2 separate regions of the Danio rerio genome follow, and region 2 is linked to region 1. The links are chromatin contacts, called in public HiChIP or PLAC-seq maps. All regions are on one chromosome and are shown on one strand. The core of a region is the stretch at or near the end of the contact, and the rest is flanking DNA. Distances in the headings are between cores, read along the strand shown. Region 1 holds the start of ccdc69 (coiled-coil domain containing 69). Region 2 holds the start of emx3 (empty spiracles homeobox 3).

Region 1 (7,870 bases), core at 2,822-5,321:
GACAGACAGACAAAGCAATTGTTGTTTTGAAATGTTGAATTGTGATTAGCTAAATTCGTAAGAGGCTGCGATATGAAAATGATATGTATTATTTAATTTCCCCCGCCCAAAGGGGTGTCTTGCTAAAAAGTCAACTGAAAGTATCGAACTAGCATTTAATCTAGTAGCAAGCAACAGCAATGTACAATTTCAGAGTTGTTTCAGCCATGTTTGTTTGCGAAGTGTTCTGCATTTTTATAATTATAATTATAACTATTTTTATTTTTATAATAACCTAAACCTTCTCCCTCATTTAACTTTAACTTGTTCACAGAAAGGTAAGGTCATTTTGTTTGTGGCTTTAGAAAAAAAATTAGTGTTTCATTCGGAATATTTAAAATCAAATTTGAATCAATGTTTAAGTAAGTTAATATCTATTCAGTTCCTTTTTTAACTAACACTCACTGCAGTTTAGCAGGAAGAAGCAACGATACAGATTACTGAGCTAAAGCTGGATTACAAAATTAAATCGCAAATCAGATTGAAACACGTAAAAAAATTGCAATTAAATATTTTTCCCAAATCGCATAACCCTACATCAGATGAATAAAAACCCTTGAGTTCGGTTAAATTAACTAATGTTAATTATTGGAACCTTATTGCACAGTGTTAATGTACAATTGTTCTAGTAGGCATGGACCGGTATAAGTTTCGTATAGTATGATTACCTTGGATAAAAATATCAGGGTTTCACAGTATTGTGAATACTGCTCTAAAATGTGTTCTTTTTAAATGAATAAAAAGTAAAATAAAATTCTGCATTGAACACAGTATACTTTATTTTAGGAAACATTTAAAATATTTTGGAACAGTAAACATGTCAGGCTAAATAATTAAAATAATCATTGACTTCTGCTCTCTTCATTAGTTTTAAAAACACAGATTTATTTACAAAACATAAAAAACACATTTAAAACAAATACAGATACCTTAAGAACAAAATAACAGAATTTTTTTTGCAGTTTTAAAATCTTTACTTTCCCAAACCGATGTAAACCTTAAAACCGGTTATCATCCTACAGTATGCTTATCCTATAGTCACAGAAGTAATAGTTCAGCATATAATAGGCCTGAATAGCATATGAAAATGTTATGATTTTAAATCTAAAAGGATATGCCACTGTTATAAACACCACTGCAAATGCAATCTGAATATTCTTAAAGCGCAGTAAACATTTAAATAATAATTGTTCACATTTTGAAAGGTTCACGATACTAATATTGCGCTCGTTCATTGTCAAGTCATATTTTGTGTAAAAGCAGTTTAAGAAGTAAAGTACAGAGAATACAAGACATGGGCAATAAGGAAAAAAATGCAAATCTCGATAATTATTTTCCACATTGAATGATAACAATATACATTCCGATAGAAGTAAATGCTTCCAGATTTAAAAAGAGTACCCCAACAATGACTGAAGCCACAAAAATGATATGGTCCATTAAATGGCACAACCATAATAGCTGAAAATTCTATACATCTCTAATATCAACACACTTTTACATTCCCATTGTTGCATATTTCTGCTGTGTGATTGGCTCTTAGACCAATATAGATTTTAAAAAGTCCAGAGCTTATCACTGTTATTGACATACATTTTATTGTGATTCGATATAATATCGTTTATCAGCCCAGCCTTAGAGAATACCCACTGTCGCAATATATGGAATTATTGAATAATAGCACCATAGCACGTCTACTGCCAGTAGATGGTTGTGACAAGCAACTGTTTAAAAAATATATATACAGTTTTTGTGTAATTATCTTTTCAAGAGGTTGGTTCAAACACTGATTTATCCAGCAATTTTGTTACAATTTAATTAATTAATTTAAATTAATTAATTTTTAATAAACTGCAGCAATTATCATTCAACCTGAAAATATATTATTTGATTTTTATTTAGTCCTTATTTAGCATTAAGAATCAAGGGGAATAGAGTCGAAAAAAGAAGCTGTATATCCAGAATTGTGCAACAACATGAAATTTGCAAGCGATGACAGAATTTTCATTTTTGGTTGAGCTGCTCATTGAGGGTGTTGGCTTCAGTCAAGAACAACAGGAGTCAGTCAAACATAGTCAAACCTTCCTTGGTTAATAAATAGTGAGATTCGTTTCTCTGTGCCACATGAGACTGCTTATATGGGAAATGACAAGACATGCATGGCTGTGTGTCAGTGTAGGACACGAGCCAACCAAAACACGACATTTATTCTTGATGTAATCTCCAGTTTGAAAGGCACCAAAAGCAAATGATGTCATCCTGTCCATAGCTTGAAGGTCTGCATTTTTAGATAGATTGTGAAACAATTCAGTAGACTAGGTTACTTTTCACAATTAGTTGGGAATAAAAAGCCAGAACAGGAACCGCTTCCATCTCATAATACAGCTTAATCCACAACAAGTCTATTATGCATTTGCTGGCTCTCTGTGGCAGGGAACCAAATGTTCTGGAACTTTAATGAAGGCTTGGCTTTATTACACTTCACCGTCATGTGGTTATTCGCTTTTGATGCAACTCCAACAGACGCTGTAATAGCGAGTGGAAGGCTTTCTCTGTTTAGTCTTCAGAGACTTTTCACACTTCTCCAGTTGTCCATGTCAAGTATACTAACACATGGCTATGTGATTAACAGGACCAAATGAACTCTGTCTGTTTATAGGTCGCATTAAAACTTGTAGTGTGAAACTTGGGCAGTAGGGACCCTGTGTGTGTGTCACATCCAAGCCCAGTGAATCTAAATCCTTCAGCAATCTGGGCTAATGAAAGCTTGACCCTGTCGCTATCAAAGCCAGATTTCATTGCACTCCATGTTTGATAGCCAAAGGAATGTATTTTATGAATGAATTTTCTCATGCAATGACAAATTTGAGGTTTAAGTGAATGCCTTGTTGGTCCAATGACATCAATATTTATTATTAAATTAAACCATTTTACACCTTTGCAATAAAAACTAATAATTGAACTAACTTCTGTCTTTTTAAATGTGTAGGTGGTATAAATATGCAAATATTTATTAAAAATAATACTATGTGTAAAGCAAATATAGGCTAAAATACTTGCAAAAATGTATGAAGCCAACACTGAGGTAAAGTTGGTTTTATACTGGCACTTTCGTTCCTTTTTTTAAACCGTGACAGGTTGTGACAACTTTATTGTTTAATTCAGATTTTTTCATTAGTAATATAATTTCACAAAAGTATTGTTTGTCAACTCTAAACAGGGAAACCAAATTACCAGCCAATGACAATGAAAGCACATCCTTGTTCACAGTCAACCAAATAGTGCTTGTGTTGTTTTGAAGTCATACATGCTATTTCAGACCAACCATTCAAAATGACTTCAAAATGAATGAATGTGAAAATATAAATCCAACTTTCGCTCAGTGAAGCCTGCACGAACACTGGGAGTTTATATAACCTGGCAAACGTGTTTTAAACTACATTTTACAGAAGATCTCACCTTTTTATCACTTCGTACATCCTGATTTGTCATTTGACCGAAATGCGGAACATTTTAAAAGTGAGCTCTTAGTGATCACACTTAAATGCAGGATAACACGCCTTTAATTTGTCATAACGGATGTCAGCGGCGCATTTTAAACAACAGTAGATCTCATCTGTTGAACCCGGCATCTGTTTCTAATTAAAACTTTCACAAGTCGACAAACTAACAGGAGAGCTTTCGCATCGACTAACTTAACGCATTAGGGAGGAAGTAACAAGTGATTCGAGAGAACAAAACAAGTGTGGCTCCCTGAATACAAATACATTTACACGTGGTGTTTTTGCAGGGTTTCAAACGCTGGAGGCTTTGCTGCGAGTCTCATTGTAACTTTGTATTATTTCAACATGTAGGTAGGTAATGAAAATGTAATTAAAAACGATCTACCTTTTTCTTGGAGACCTGGCCACAAACTTTGCTGTTGTGACAACCCATGCTCCTCTGACTTTCCGCTCTTTCTGCCTGTGTTCTTCGGTGTGATAGTAACGTTAAGTTTTTGGGTGCCTGCAGCAGTTCAAATGCGAGCCCTCATGATCTGCTCGAATAGGCTGGGACTGAGGCGGAGGGGCGGGAACTACAGAGTCACGGCTGCGCTCCAAAACGCAGGCTGGACATTTGCATCAACGATTAGGTGAATCAGTGCACAGCTGCGTAAACCGATGTTCGCCGCAGGTTCCTCGAGTGTACTTTTGGGAAAAGGTTTTTATTGTTCGTTTGTTAGTATCGACAATGTCTTATGAATATTATTTTATTAGTGTTTCAAATTATAAAAGTTATAAAGGGTGTTTCAACGGGATTTTATTTTAGACAGATGAGAAAGTAGTTTAAATACTCAATGTAAATATGCTAAATAAAACCTTGAATCATTTAAATAAGCACTTTTTGGTCAGGATATAAGGGTGTCTTAAACTTCACAGATTGTGATTCACTTAATATAATACCTAAAAATAAATAGGCTTAAACGCTTTCTCCACAATTAACCTTCTATTTGCACTGTAATCCATGGATTAATAAAATGTATTTTCTCAATTAGGAGGCATTGACTTTCTATTAATGTGTAATTTCTCAATTAATAAAATTTCTATCAAACTTTCCCATTTTCATCAGAAATTCCTTCAGGCGTGGAAACTTATTTATGAGCACAATTTCTCACCATACATTTTTTTAAATTTGAAACAATAGTAATAAAGGAAATCTTAATTCTATAATAACTGTTTCAATAATGGGGGATATTAGTGAACCAGTTATTTGACAGTAATGCTACTTAATTTAGGATATGCCCTGCACATATCTAAAAAAATGTTTTTAATTATTTGTTAGGCCATCTCCTCTGAGATTTGTGTTTTTTTGTTGTTGTTTTTTTAGAAATAATGATAATTAAATGATTACTGTATGTCCCCATATGCCTGATTCTACTGTTGTTGGATCTATTTGTTTTTCTACAAAAAATTAATTAAATAAAAAAAAAAATCATAAAATCTGGTCTTTATTTTTAGATATTGCCATCTCAAATCCCTCTTTTATTTCTTATTGTAACAACCTTTTGATGATATTAAATGATCGCATGTTTGGTCACTCCTCCATGATTTCTTTTTAAAGAAATAAAATTAAAGAAATATCTTTTAAAAGTATTCATATATTATATCCAGTTAAACATTTTTTTTTTACAGAAAATCAAAAATGACATTGACATCTTTTGCTCTTTCTGTGAGACTTTTCTAAGTCTGTTGCTCACTTGTTTTTGGAATGTCTTTTTGTTAAATATTTCTGGTCTGAAGTAAATTCTTTAATTGTCCAAAAGGTAACTTTTCTTTAAGCTACAAACATATTATTTCAGGGTTTTATATCAAAGAACTGCAATTCCTTAATTCAACTTTTTGTATAAGCCTATTTATTGGAAAGTTTTTTTTTATATGTATATATACTTAATATAAGCTAAATTTTGTATTTTTAAACGAGACTTGGAATTGGAACTGTACTTGAAAATCATTACAGAGTCTCTAACTTATAAAACGTGCTTTATTTAATATTCTGCATTAATTTGTATATTTTTTTCATGTGCCCTCTCTTATTTACTTATCTTTTTTGTTTATTCTTTTTCTTTCTCATTGTCTTTCTTTTGCTTTACTATTGTTATATTTCTTTAAAATTGTCACATTCTCTTGTTGCAAAAAAAGTAATACTTGTATTGTTTTTACTACTTCTATCTGTTTGTATTTCTATCTGTTTTAATTGCCTGTTGTTATTGCAATAAAATATATTTTTAAAAAAACCTTTTTGGTTAGCATTTCTGGTATTTTGGTGCAAAGCTTTTATTGGTCAAGTTGAACTTGTTTCCTTGTTTCCAAGTTGAATGTTTATGCCTTGAATTTTGCCTTTCTCCGAATTCAAGGCATAAACACTGACGCATTCAACTGCATTATTGTCGAATAGAAAAAAAATTAAATCATGTTTAATTCATGTTTACTTCTATAATGCTTTTACAATGTAGATTGTGTCAAAGCAGCTTAACAAAGAAGTTCTAGCAAAATGCAGCATTCAGAAACTCAAGTAGCCTATCAACATTACCTGAGAGTTTCCAAGTAGTGAATACGATGTCAGATGTAAATTTTTGACAAGGAAACTCATATTCATGTTAATTCTGATAGTATGTGAACGTAGCATACAAGTCAAAGGTCATGGGGAAGTTTAAATGTTACAATAATAGAATAGATTTCTCATTCAACTGAATAGATTCCAGTTTTTCAAGATGCCCCACACTGATTGTACGAAGTAACATGATTTAAATTCTGAAGAAATTGGGTATGTTTCACACATCAGAATACATTGGTGTGTTAATGCTTCCTCAATAGTACAGGTTTTTAATATTAACTGTTTATTGCTATGCTAACACCTTCATGCAGTATTGCTATTAAGAAAATCATCGGCTAAAGTTTACTAAAGAATAAACTCTAAAAATGAAGGTTCCATAGAAGAGGCCTTTGTGACCCTGGACCACAAAAGTCAGTTTTTGAAATTGAGATCCATTAAAGAACAGGAGAAGATATTATTTTTTTTCTGAGATACAACTATTAGAAAATAGAGAATCTGAGGGTTTAAAATAAATACTGAGAAACTTGTGTTTAAAATTGGACCTAATGCTTAGTAATGCACAAAAAGCCTAATCAGAAATTGAGTTTTGATATTTAAAATAGGATATGTATAAAAATCTTTACGTAACATGACTTTTTAATTGATAGTATAATGTTTAATAAAAGGTCTATCATACAATACCAATACAATGTTTTTTTTTACTATTGCATTACATACAACACAAGACTGGTTTAGTTGTCCAGAGTAAAATATTTGGGATGCTTATAGAATCTTTCAGTGAACAGTTCTTAAAATAGCCTTTGTTTCAAGGTGTGAAGAATCTTCTGAGGACGTTAAAAGCTCTTAATTAAACCATCAGTGCAAATAAACGTCATCACCAAAGAAGATAAAGAATCTTCAAAACTAACTACGGCCGAGAGAGCTTAACGTGTTGCGATTTTACAAAACATGCAATCACAAAAAATGCAAATTAAGAAAAGATTTTCAGCGGTTTTACAGCACAAGTGCTGCAAATCCTCACAACACATACACATTAAAATAGGAGTGCTGCATTTTCACACAACATAAACAAATGAATAAAATGTGCTGCATTTTCTAACAATGCAAACAATTTACAAAAACGCACTACATTTTCTCACAACACAAAAAAACAGACTATGGGAATGTTTCAAGTAGACCCAAAACATGATGGACACTGCTGTGTCATGACTATTGCTACGTGAAGTAGTCAGAAATCTTTGAAAGGTGAGTTTTTTGGTTGTTTATTTTAATATCCTGATTCCTGTGTCTTTAGTATTTATTAGCCTACGTAGATAACCATAACCTATATAGCCAGGTCTGTCACATTTTAGGGTCTTCTTGAAACTTTTCTGTTGTGTTGTGTGAAAATGCAGCATGTTTTCGTAAAATGTTTGTGTTGTGAGAAAATGCAGTGTGTTTCTTAAAGATGTGTTTGCGTTTTGTGGATTTGTAGCATGTGTGCTGTCAAACTGATGAAAATCTTTTCTTAATTTTCTGTTTTCTTAAATTGCAGTTAAGCTCTCTCGACCACCGTATAAGAAACCGTTGTCATCCATAGTAAAGAAAAAAACAAAGGAAGTCAATGTTTACCAATTTCTAACATTCTTTCTTCTTTTGTGTTCACAACCAAAAACAAAGAAACAAACTTTCAAATTCAAACAAGTAATGGATGAGTAAATCACAGAATGACAGTATGGTATTTTTTGTAAACTGTCCC
Region 2 (7,870 bases), core at 2,355-4,854, 130 kb before region 1:
AAAGACAGAATAAGTCATTCTGTCTTTCTTTCTCAGTGACTGACAAGCACAATGACAGAGCGTGACGTTGTGTAACTGTGCAAAGACTTTTCAAAGAACTTTTATATCACTATGGTAATCATACTTTTGTTCAAAATGCCGGCATAATTAGTCATTACCATTATTGATCACTTATTAATTAAATGTATTTCCAAATAGAGCAGCATGCTTCACTTTGTTACTAGCCCTTACAGGTTTTTTTTTTCTTTTCCGTCTATACCAAAGAAGCCCAAACTAGGGCCTGCGGGCCAAAGTTGTCCCATGGTAAGCTTTGATTTGACCCGCCATCCCATATGAGAAAAGAGGAAGAATGATGGATTTTTTTTTTTAGATATTATCATTTCAAATCTAATGTAACCTTTTGTTGGTTTGTTTTATTGTTAAAAGCTAACTGAAATTCAATGTTACAAATAAACAGGGTAAATAATCAGATTTAGTGTACATATATAGTGCACAATGCACATACTGTCACCTGACGGATAGAGGACAAATGAAGGCAAAGGCAGGTTCTGCTTGACGGTATTCAGCATTGAACTCCACTGTGTCATAATTGTGATTATGCTTTTATTGCAAAAAGTTATCACTTTAAATAACATACTGTATTACCTAATACAATTAAAGTAATGTTTTCTAATAAATTAGAAAAAGACACACGTGACACATTTGGTATATTTACCTTCAGCCCACGACTGTCAATGATATTTGATTTTTAAGCACCCCTAATTTAGACTGGTGTAGTTGTTTACCACAGTGTGAAAAAAAACAACTAATCCAAATTAGGCTCCTATTTGTTAAACATTGGCTTTGATCATCGTCTGACTTAAGCTATACATATGTGTGGGATTTTGAAATGTTAATGGATGTGATCTGTTTACACATTTGACACTAGAGGGCGATGTTAGTAAAGATTGAGGTGGACCACCAGACTGCTTGTTCAGTAACTTGTTTCTGAAGACTGACGGACATCACATCTGCCACAATAACTTATAAAAGACCTGTGATACGCTCTATTAGCGAAAACAACTGACTGAAATAACTGATCACTAATTTTCCTCAGTGCCACAGCCTATTGTGCTTAGTGAGCATATTTGTTTGCTCACATTGACCTAAAATTGTTCACCCTTTATATATATAGTCTATATATATATATATATATATATATATATATATATATATATATATATATATATATATATATATATATATATATATAACAATACGTTGCGCGTTATCAAACGTAAGCCTAATTGAATTGAATTTACATAAGAAAATGTTTTAATGTGGATATTTATAAACAATTAATTTGAGATAAATTCATAATCTGTAAAGATTTACAATTACTACTAATTCATGTTTGTCATCCTCGTCCCCTTTTTTCCTTAATAGCGAATATGTGTTTAATAATTATGTGAATAATTAATGAACTGTTTTTTTCTTCATCATGTTCATTAAGTCAATATGGTCATCCATTTCATTAAGTCTCTGAGTCAGCTAATGACTAGTAAAATAACCAGTCTTGGCTTCTCCGTGTTCAAAGAGGGTTTAACACCAGTTAATTCCAGGCAGGGGAACAATAATCACATTTTAACTCGCCTTCGCACCCAGAATGCACACAAAAACTCCAACTGTTATAGCCTTTCAGCTGTGAACAATCTGCAATCAATTGCCAGAGGCAAAATTAATAGATGTTAATGGCCATTTGTATTTGAGGCAAAGGGGACAAAATTGGCCAGAGAAAGCTATTAATTATATGCAGAGGGACCGAGAAGGGAGGCACAAGAGGGCTGGAGACGGGCTGCTTTGGGGCTCAATGGGGTCTGTGCCCTGCGTGGTTCACATGGGCTTCCGCTGGGTGGATTGTGAAAGGCCTGAGCAGGGGGGCTTTTGTGGGACTCCTGAGTCGCGATTGTTCCTTCTCAAAAGGGTGACATCTGTCCAGGGTTTCCGAGACTCTGATCCACCCCATTAGCCTCCATCCTCTCTCAACAACTTATTGCGTTTGTAACTGACAAATGAGACAAGGAGAGGCACTCGAGACATGTCAAGCCGCCAGATCAATGCGCGCTCCCCTTGATCTGTGTCTGCTTCATTAAGACACCGTCAGAAAATACTTAAGCTCACAGTTGCCTTGATATTTCTGCTCATAAAAACGAGTGATATGTGTGCGTCAAAGGGATAGTTCGCCCTAACATTTGTTTATATTCTGCCATTATAATCCTCCATTTGTTCAAAACTTGTTTTTCTTCTGTTTAACACAAAGAGAGATGTTTTTAATGTAATAAAACAACCTGTGCCTTTTTTCCCTCCATGGATGTTAGGGGCAGTTTTTCCAGAATTTCTTGTTTTGTGTTCAACAAAAATCATAAAAGTTTATTTGAATGTGCGCAAATGGAAAGGAAATGTTCACTTTTGGGTGAACCAAGGTTTCATTGTGTTTCTTACAAAATAGCCTACTTTGCTTTTACAACGAATAAAACCCCAAGTTAAACTGTTAAAAATGAATGAACCAATCTAATTGCTTACAAAATGTTTCGGTTACAATTGTTTTTAATTGGTTAAAAATGATGATCGACCAGCCGAAGAAAGCACTTTTAAACTAATTAAACCAGTTCATTTGTTTGTTGTGAACCCATTTAACATTTAGCCTACACTTTTTTTCTGTTTATTAGACTATTCTTCCTTAAAAGATTCATTAAAGCTAATTTAACGAATTATTATTATTACAATACAAATCAAAACTAATTTAGGCTATTATTATGATATTAATAATTATAATTATAATTATTATAGCCTAATTATATAACAGTAACCTAATAGGCTAAGTAATTTGATCATTAGCTGACAAGGAATTTCGTGATTTAAGGTTTTTATTCGTTGTTGTGATGTTAGCGTTTTAATTCTTATATAAGGGGACACAACATAATTGAGCAAATGTAAAGAAAATTTATATTGTTTAATTTGTGTTTATATATATATATATATATATATATATATATATATATATATATATATATATATATATATATATATATATATATATATATATATATATATAGGCCGAACATTTCAGTGTAAAAAGAAAAAGTAAACCGTTAGCCTAATAATTGTGAGACCGTTTATACTAGCCTACACAATTATTAGGATATTAATAAAACTCTATTTGTGATTTCGACTACAAATAAATAACTATATAAACAAATAGCTTAATATCTAAATAAATAACGCAATGCATTTAAAAAAACATGTTGCCTAAATCAAATGGCAGGCCAAGTTATTTAGTTTTTCTCTTAGCTCAATAAGCTCATTAAGACATCAAGACTCAGTTTTGAGGGTTTGTCTGGCTCATTTTAAATTTATGTCTAGCCTTCATACATTTTTTGTTTTGACGCCTCCGTTCATATGTTGTTGAACTCTTTGTAGCAAACACAGAATTTCTTTACACAACACAAAATGGCAGTAATTGACTGCGAGTGCGTCGCGCTTGGATCTGCGCATGCGCACCACACCTCGCAGCCGGAGCTCCGCGAGCAGGTATTGAAGTTGGCGCTTGACAAGCCCTGGCGCACAAACTGACGGATCATCGATCATATGAAGAGCTCGCAGCGACCTGCATCCGAGGAGCCCATGCCTGCTTCACATACGAGACAGTTTCCGACGGTGCACGAGTTCTGCTCACACAAGGACATCAATGAGATCTGAATGAGTTTCAACATAACTGCTGACAGAACTCTCTCGTCCATTTGCAGCTATTGGAAGTGTATTGCAACCAACGAAGTTAACGGAGCCAGAGGAGACTTCTGAAGTTATGGATTGTAGAGGGACTATATAAATGTTATCTTCTTGACTTTTTTAAGAATCCTGGCTTCACTCCATCATCGGGTTCAGAGTGACCTGACTTCTTTTCTATTTAACTGAATATTTTTAATAACTCAGCACAATGTTCCAGCACAATAAGAAGTGCTTCACGATTGAATCTCTTGTGGGTAAAGACTCCAATTCGTCAAACGCTGCTGCAGACGAGCCCATCAGACCCACTGCTCTGAGGTTTACTGAGTCCATCCATCCTTCCCCCTTTGGCAGCTGCTTCCAGAATTCAGGCAGGACACTGTACAGCAGCAGCCCAGAGATGATGTTCACAGACCCGGCCACTCACTCCACCAACTCCGGCCTGTCTCTGCGCCACCTCCAGATCCCCACACAACCCTTCTTCAGTCCTCACCAGAGGGACACCTTGAACTTCTACCCGTGGGTGCTGAGGAACAGATATCTGGGACACCGGTTTCAAGGTAAGGAGCCGGGCGAAGACCTGTGTTCAGTCGGTGACAGGGATGTTGAAACCAGTGGAGGCCATGAAGTTAAAAACAACTCTGTTTTCTTGTTGATAGAATTCATAAGCACATATTTGTGTTAACTACAACAAAACAGAATATTTTTAAAGAATGAGTTAGTATTATCATGTGTTTACATTCACTTCAGTGTTTATTTAAGCATTGTTTTAAATATGACGCGTCGCACTGCATACACATCACAACTGTCCATGAGGCAGGCTTTTAATCAAATAATATAAAATAAAAATAACAACTAGCTCAAGATCATGACGTCCAAATAGATTTCAACTTTTGACTTTAAATTGGATTGTGTACGCAATTTGGTTTACGCAATAACCAATAATAAAACAATTCAAAACAATTGTACGCAGTCAACAAAATTAAGCCATAACGCTTATTTCGATCACACATTTATATTAGGCTATAAAAGATAAGAAAAGTGTTTTATACAAATCATTCTTTTCGGTTTGTTTCAAACATTCGTTGGCCTATTCCTTTAATATAGCCTAAATAATAGCCTGGCAAACATAAATAAAATATTAGGCTGAAGGATAATCGCCGTTTTATGTAACACATTTAGGTTGACAATGTTTGACTAGTTAAGATCATTTGAATAGAATATGCTAGATGCTAAATACCTTTTGTTTTTATATAAACTCTTTATATATTAGCTTTTGTGTTTAAATAAAACGTTTTCGGATTATTTTAGTAAAATTAAAAGATAAATTGCCATTTTACAAATTAAATAATAATAATAATAATAATGATGATTTTCTAAATGTTATTTTGGGAATATTAGTTTTTTTTAAGATCCACTGCATTTATACGACGTTGTAATTAAAAAGGTAAATGCGGTATAAGATTGAATTGCATTATTGCGGAGGAAGAAAATCTTTCCATATAGTCGAGATACACACAACATATTTATTCTATGTTTATGATTCCTACAAAGAGGAAACACATTTGTTTATATTACTGTACTGCCATAAAGATTTACAGCTCTTACAATGACCATAACAAAAAGCAATACGTGAATGTATGCTAACTATAAAAGACATGTTAACTTTTTTAGCAGTTATTTGGATGCTTTATAAAATTGATGAAGAAAGTAATTAATAATTTTCAATAAATTTGATATAAAACATGTACATTTGAATGATCTTTGTGAGATTAAAAATAGAAAGTTTTAAAACTTGTTTAAAATTAAAATTTTATTGTAATATTGCTATATTTTTATTTGAGATCATCATTTAATGGCTTTACTTGCACTGTTTGCATATTGAGTCCTTTAAAAAGCGTAATTGATACTGAGAGGTCCAATTTACCAGGCAATTTGTTAAAGCAGCCCTCAGTAGCTCTGTCCGTCTGACTCATTGCCTGACTAGAGGGGTGTGATGGGAAGCCCAGTCAAATTTGCTGTTAGGGTCTCGAGTCCTCCAGGGCATTGCTCAGGTAATTGGTGGAAGTCAGAGGTTGTTGTCACTATTACTCAGATCCGGGGTTCAGATAGAGCCTCTTTGTTTACACCCAGAGCCGGTCCTCTCACTGATGGTGTCCAATAACCAAGAAAACTACTGTTTAGACAAGGCTAAATGCAGCCGTGGGGATTGGGAGGGAAAGAGGAGAGTGTCGGCGCTAATGTGTCCATGGGTTTTAACTCTTTAACACTTCCTGAATGTCCATGTCCTCGAATCTATCATGCGGGACAAGATAAACAGGATCTCAAGCTGGCCTGCTGTGGTGCGTGAGCTGGGTTTTGTGTTATGGGTACATTTCGCAGACTGTGACAGTGGCACTGATGCATTTTTCAGAGATTTGTGTGATATCAGGTTGCAAAAAAATCTGTGAAGCTCCAGACATAAACAGCGGCATCGTCTGTACACTGTTGAGTGTCTGATTTTACTGAGTCGTTCCAAAAAATGATGAAACTAAATAATTAAAATAACACTGCACTTATATACCATTCAGATGCTCAGTTAAATTGTAGACTGTGGAAATTATATGATCAAAAACTCATGACAACCTACAGTGCTCAGGATAACTAAGTACATCCCATTTCGGAAAGGAATATTTGTATCCATTTTTCTGTGAATATCGGTCATATATTTTTGTGCATTTAAACAAAACAGATTTATTAAACAGATATATTTATTAAAATAATATTTTAGTCACCAAACATATTTACAAACTGAAAGACAATACATTTAAATCTGTGCAAAATATTGGGGAAAAAATTACAACCTACAATTTTAACTAAATTTTAGATTTTTTTTGTTTCTTTGAATTTTGCTCTTTTTATTTTTTTATTTAGTATTTTTCTCTAACATATAAATTTGGGTGTGCTAGTTTTTGAAACATTATCTTAAGTTATTGTGTTAGATAAGCTCCAAATTTGGCTTTAGTGCTGACTAATCTAATGCATATGCACAAATATAATACTGTAAAGCTTCCTATAGAAAATATTAATTTAAATGAGAGATATTTGAGGGGTGTACTTATATATGATGAGCAATGTGTGTTTTTATGATGCATTTTTATGCTTTTATCAGGTTTCAACTTTGTTATGCAAATTTGATTGAACTCAAAAACAACAACACATTTTTATGATGTAAATCAAATGGGAAAAATAGTCATATTGCCAAAAACTTTTTGTGTGAAAATCAGGAATTGCTAGAAAATGTGTGAAGTAGAAAAAAATAAATAGTATTTCTTGTAAATTATGCTTGTCTTAAAAATGATTTTCATGTACTGTATACACCTATAATAGTTATTTTTAAAAGCAGTTTATACATGTAAAGTAGTCAAGCCCAAAATTATTTATACCGCTGCAAACTCTGACCTAAAGTTACTTTTATTCAACCAGCAAGTTTTTTTTGTTGTTGTTGTTTTTTTATCATAAATGAAAGGCTTCTTCCAAAAACACTACGACGATGTACGTGTTGTATTACGACAATGTACAAGAGGGATAATTGTGAAAAAAATATTTCTCAGTTTTATTTACATTTGTTCAACAATTTTAAGTCATAAATTGACTTTATATAAATAAATATATATATATATATATATATATATATATATATATATATATATATATATATATATATATATATATATATATATATATATATATATATATAAAAATTTACTGATTCTCTTATCTATCTATCTATCTATCTATCTATCTATCTATCTATCTATCTATCTATCTATCTATCTATCTATCTATCTATCTATCTATCTATCTATCTATCTATCTATCTATCTATCTATCTATCTATCTATCTATCAAATAACACTGTATTATCAGAAATTGCAGTTATATCATACAATATAGCAGTAATTTTAGTAAAAGAATAATGTGTATTCAGTCAATTATTGAGTAATTGAGTCATTTAATTTTAAAATTTGTGTAATATTTCAACAAAATTGAAGTGCGTCAGGGACGCAGTGTAACCCGAGAGTCCAAAGAGTACAGTCTCCTTCTTTTCCAGTGCAGGCCACCT

Evidence for each region. HiChIP or PLAC-seq counts read pairs in DNA pulled down with a chosen protein or histone mark.
Region 2: an H3K4me3 HiChIP or PLAC-seq map of gastrula embryo shows a contact between it and region 1, with 3 times the contacts expected there. The contact joins the promoter of emx3 here to the promoter of ccdc69 in region 1. A contact is called at or near these places in 1 of 18 Hi-C or Micro-C datasets (embryo) and 1 of 4 datasets of contacts at active chromatin or transcription factors (gastrula embryo).

Annotation. Positions count from the first base shown.
Region 1 is chr14:30,518,868-30,526,737 of GRCz12tu, reverse strand. ccdc69 (coiled-coil domain containing 69) reads right to left here and starts at 4,071. Exons shown (of 9, transcript NM_001423999.1): 1 at 3,928-4,071. The coding sequence starts at 3,975.
Region 2 is chr14:30,648,337-30,656,206 of GRCz12tu, reverse strand. emx3 (empty spiracles homeobox 3) reads left to right here and starts at 3,604. Exons shown (of 3, transcript NM_131279.2): 1 at 3,604-4,325. The coding sequence starts at 3,977.